Linked DNA regions of Mus musculus: region 2 is linked to region 1. Evidence: chromatin contacts called from public ChIA-PET data. All regions are on one chromosome and are shown on one strand. Each heading gives the region's core, a stretch centred on a gene start, on an enhancer-like site or on the middle of the called end of the contact. The rest is flanking DNA. Distances are from core to core; before and after follow the strand shown. Region 1 has its middle 68 kb from the start of Nfkbiz. Region 2 overlaps Nxpe3 (neurexophilin and PC-esterase domain family, member 3).

Region 1 (2,579 bases), core at 47-2,546:
CCACCGTTAACCTCTACCCACCCCACAATCACATACACAAAGATACATGCCCACTCCACATTACGTCACACACACACACTAAATCAATCAGATAATAAGATTGAAAACAGCTCTCAGAGACTTATTCCTGATGCTTCCTGCTCCCACTTTTTATTGCTCACATTTATTGGTACTCTGGGTTGAAAGTGTGAGGTGAATGGATGATTTCATTTGATCCTCATAACAGCCTCATGCTGAGGTATGAGTTACCATTATACTTCCCAGCCTGGAAATAAGCAAATCAGGACTGGGTCATGTGACTTCCCTAGGGTCTCAGAGTAAGGGAGGAACCAGCGTTGATCTGGCTTTGAATGAAAAGTTGTCTATCTAAACGCTAAAGGGAACAACTTAGTTGGATTTTGTTCAATACAGGATTTATTTTTGTTCTCTTTCTGGCCTGGTACCTCGCCCTAACAGTCTTGGAAATCGGATATAAAACACCCTGAGAGTTGTCTGGAACATTGCACATATGCAAAAATGTGAAAATAAGTTTGAAATATTAAAATATGTTTCTAAAAGATTGATATTTGGAAATGAGGGTATGGCCTAGTATTAGGGTGTTTGCCTCGAATGTAGAAGGCCTTGGGTGGTTTTGCTCTGTTTTGTTTTCATTCTCCACCACAGCTTTATTTCTGCTCCTCTTCCCTGTTCTCACTGCTCATTGGTCTTGGGGACTATCCAAGTTTGAAGATGTAACTACTATTATGAAATGACAATGGACTATTGAAAATGAAAATGGTCTTCGTAAAACAAGACTATTTTCACGAGAGTGGAGGCACCATAAAGATGAGCGTTCTCACCGGGTGGTGGTGGAGCACTCCTTTAATCCCAGCACTTGGGAGGCAGAAGCAGGTGGATTTCTGAGTTCGAGGCCAGCCTGGTCTACAGAGTGAGTTCCAGGACAGCCAGGGCTTACACAGAGAAACCCTGTCTCGGGAAAACCAAAAAGAAAAAGAAAAAAAAAAAAAAGATGAGCATTCTCTTCTCAGTGCCAACCCAGGAAGAACGTCATCCACACAGAAATGATAGTCAGTGGCTCATTCACAGGCTGCTCTCTGAGTACATTCTGGTTGCTTCACCCGATTCTCAGACAAGGGAGGAGGATAGACAGGTGTGAACTGATGATAAAACAGTGTGATGACACCAAAGCCTATCCTGTAAGGATGCGCGGTAAGACCGAAGCACAGGGTGTAAGGATGGCTGAGCAACAACTTGGTACAATATGTGTATTTCAACCCGACTTCCCAATATGGGCTCATTTCCTTTTTGCATCAACACGAAGCCTCAAGTGAAACCACAGAGTGTATTTCATTTCAGAATGAAACTCATGACACAGCAAAGCGGTGAGTCATCCCGGGTCTGTGAAATTTCAATCCCAGTGGTGTAAAAACCAACTTGGGTCCTTTCCATCATTAAGCCAGTGAATGAATGGCCAGGTGTTTGCATTTTAACCATCGTTCATCTTCGTTGAACTGTCAGGTGCACTGTAACAATCAACTGATCAGGGATAAAAGGGAAAGAGAGTAGGGAAACTGCTCTCCTTACTGGTCTGGACCATGGAAGACAGTAGAGATTGGATCCCAAGTTTTCCACACTGACTAGCCTGGAAGCAGAACCTACTTAACTGCATTGTTACATGAAAACTCCCTAAATAAACTCTTTTTTCCTTGGAATGCAAAGTTAGATAAATAGGTCTGGGAACTCTTACAGTAATGAGTGCATGCGAGTCAGTAACACATTTCAGAATTCATGATGAGGTCACAAAAGTGGCTTCCTATGTTATATAGGTGGCAACGTCATAATTACTTGTCTGTTGCTCATCTTCCTTTTAGAGTGGGGGAAAAAAAGAAGAAGAAGAAGAAGAAGAAGAAGAAGAAGAAGAAGAAGAAGAAGAAGAAGAAGAAGAAGAAGAAAGAAAGCTTCAGTGGTTTCTCAGTAAGTGTGAACCAGAACCATAGCACAGTTCATTGGATGTCCTTACTAAACGGGCACCCTGACACACAAAACTAAGGCCACAAATCCCAAGAGAAAGCCTGAAATCTGGCCCCAGCAGCAAAGAAACACATTTGTCTTTGTATCAACCTTCATCTCGTTTTTGAAAGGCATCCTGGTGTGTCCCAGGGCACACTGAATCAGTGTCAACGTGTGTCTGTTCTCAACTCCAGCCTTCGATACCATAGTTACCTCTTCTCATGGCTGTGAGAACATGTGTTCCCACTCTGGCCTGCCAATGGCAGCGACTTACATAAACAGTGCACAGAGGAGCCAGGAAGTCTAAAACCTTCACAGAGGCTTCAAATGGCATGCAAACTGTGATGAGAAGTTAGAAGACATTTAGTAGACACTGGAAACTCCTGCGGAAGCATCAGCTGTGTGAAAAGGAAGCTTAAGACCTCCTTATTCTCTAATGCCAATACTACACACTGCTTAGATTTCATAACTGAAATTGAGACTTTGGTTCTGTTCAAGTTCAAGGGTCCTTCCTGAATACTTATCATCTAGAAAGCGAGACAGCAGAACCTCTTCTTCTCTCTATCCCT
Region 2 (2,579 bases), core at 49-2,548, 130 kb after region 1:
TGATTCTAGCCAGGAATGGAAATTATGACCCAGCTAACCAGCTGGGGTCTGCTTGAAATTGGGGGGGGGGGGCAGTTGTGGCTAAGCAGGTTGGGGGAAGGCGAGACTTCCCATTTCCTTTCTTTTCAGCACATTCACAAGCTCTACCAGTCATTATTACTACACCACGCAAGTATAATTATTATTCATGATTGTAAGGATTCAATATAGATGAATCTTGGAAGACCTGATGCGAACAGAAGCAACCCAGTCGCAAAATATCCTATGATCCCATTGTGTGCAGCATCTAGGCTCATCAAATCCATAGAGGCAGAAAATTGATAATTACATGGCAGAGGCTGAGGGGGGAAGAAGGAATGGGTAACTGTTTAATAGATCCAGAATTCCAGGCTGGGAGGACAAGCATGAAGTTCCCGAGACAGACAGTACAGTAGCTGTACAATGTGAATGTGCTGCAGCTCACTTTGACTGGCTGGAGTCGGGGAGATGGCTCTTGCCATACAAAGTCGAGAACCTAAATTTGAATCCCCAGAACCCGAACGAAGCCAGATAAATAGCAGCTGTCTGTAATCTCAGCAATCCTCCAGTGAGATGGAGGTGGAGACAAGTGCCTCCTTCTCGGGAGATCACAGACCTGCTAGGCTGGTGTCCACAGACAGCAAAGTACAACAAAAGAGGCCCTGATGCAAACAAAGTGGAAGATGAGGACCAATATCCAATATTGTCCTCTGACATCAGCATGCATGCTGTGGCAAGCAGCATTCACACTCAACACACACACGCACACACACACAGTTTTATCAAGAATAAAAAGGTGTTGTACGTGCCATTATGTTATCATGATACCTAGTTGTTTACTTATAAGCAAACGAAAGGAATCAATTCCTAGACATTACGCTTTAATCTTGAACAGAATCAAGATTCTTCATGTACTTACAAAAAAATAAAAGGACTCTGTGTCCATTTCACAGTAAGAGTAGGTGTCCTGTTCCCCAACACAAAGCAATTTCCAGCTGAAGAAAGGAAAAAGCCTACGTTCAGGCTCAGCCTCTAGAAATTCTTGTGCTGAGAACCCGAGTAAGCAAAGAAATGCCTTGCTTGGTTAAGGCTTGCATTGTAAAAAGCACCATAAGCAACAGAATAAAAGGGTTAGCATCTTTTCTGTAGAAACTGTGCCACAAATTTGATCCTATGTGTGTCCAGCAGAGGGAGCTGGAAAGAGGGGGATGCTTAGTGTCTCTGAGGCCCTCAGTGAGGGAGGGGCTCAGGAAGACGTGGTCTCTGCCCATCAGCCATACAGAGGTATTCAAAACAGACTTACCAACTTCCTCCACTCCAACTGTCCTTCAGCTAGTGGCCAGGCCACATGGTCCCCTCCTTCAGGAAGCCAATCTAAAGCAGCCATAAAGTACCCACTCTCCTTGCTCCTCACAGAAAAAGAAGGGTTTCCGGTGGTGTGGCTTTTGTCCTGATGCCCCCACCAACGCCACCCCAGTGTCAGGTGCAAGGACGTGTTAGAGCACTTCCCTGTGACCGAGGCCTTAGAAACTGTGGTTTCAGGGTATGGAATGTCAAGCTAACCAGCTGGGGTCTGCCTGTAACTAGGGGGAGGCAGCTTAGGCTGTGGCTAAGCAGGTGGGGGGAGGAGAGACCTCCCATTTCCTTTCTTCTCAGCACATTCACAAGCTCTATCAGTCATTATTACTACATCATGCAAGTATGATTATTATTTATGATTGTAAGGAACATTTTGCTTTTGCTTTTGCTTTTGCTTTTATTGAAAACAGGCTAAGTAGTGATGATGGTTCACACCTTTAACCCCAGCACCGGGGAGGCAGAAGCAGGCGAATCTCAGTAAATTCAAGGTCAGGCTAGTCTACACAGTGAGTTCCAGGACAGCCATGGATACACAGGGAAACCCTGTCTCAGGAAAACAAACAAACAAAAACAAATGAAAACACACACACCCCGCCCCCCATACAACATATTCCGATTAGTTTCCTGCCAAGGGCCTTCCAGGAAGACCAGCAAAGGGCTCTAGAACTCATGGAATGTGGCACATGCAGGACGGGTGTGTCTCAGATTAGCATGGCCCAAGGACTGTCCTGAGGACTTCATGCTGTTAAGAGTTCTGCTCAGCTTGCTGCCCTCACATCCCTCTTAATCTAAGAACTGCATGAAAACTCTAAGGGGCTTCCAGCCCCTCACTGGACAGTATCTCTGGCACTCACAATAATAATGTTAGATCTCTTCCAGGCAGTACTACTAACGAATGACTCAGTCACCACCCTAAGAAAGAACTTAAAGATAGAGATCGTCAGCAATGACCCACCACCCTTAGGTGGGAAAAATAAAATTGTAAGTGAAGCTAAGTTGAGATGTAGAAAATCTCAGGGAACAATTTGAAGTTCAAAAAAGAAGACTCTTAATAGCCCTTTAAGCAGGCTGGCGAGATGGCTCAGCGGTTAAGAGCACTGACTGTTCTTCCAGAAGTCCTGAGTTCAAATCCCAGCAACCATATGGTGGCTCACAACCATCTGTAATGAGATCTGACACCCTCTTCTGGTGTGTCTGAAGAC

The links. ChIA-PET counts read pairs in DNA pulled down with a chosen protein or histone mark.
Region 2: a contact with region 1 is called in an RNA polymerase II ChIA-PET map of memory CD8 T cells, with 17 read pairs. The contact joins two enhancer-like sites. A contact is called at or near these places in 3 of 115 datasets of contacts at active chromatin or transcription factors (effector CD8 T cells, memory CD8 T cells and pancreatic cancer cells) and 1 of 9 other capture datasets (adipose tissue).

Annotation. Positions count from the first base shown.
Region 1 is chr16:55,753,290-55,755,868 of GRCm38.p6, forward strand. No RefSeq gene overlaps it. Among named protein-coding and RNA genes, the nearest start is that of Nfkbiz, 68 kb to the right of the region's middle. Within about 2 kb of position 1,297, at least 143 of the 459 cell types and tissues checked have an H3K27ac peak or open chromatin away from gene starts, as enhancers often do. A contact at or near this core is called in memory CD8 T cells, where this site is marked.
Region 2 is chr16:55,886,708-55,889,286 of GRCm38.p6, forward strand. The region is part of intron 2 of Nxpe3 (neurexophilin and PC-esterase domain family, member 3); the gene reads right to left. Among named protein-coding and RNA genes, the nearest start is that of Nxpe3, 7.3 kb to the right of the region's middle. Within about 2 kb of position 1,299, at least 87 of the 459 cell types and tissues checked have an H3K27ac peak or open chromatin away from gene starts, as enhancers often do. A contact at or near this core is called in memory CD8 T cells, where this site is marked.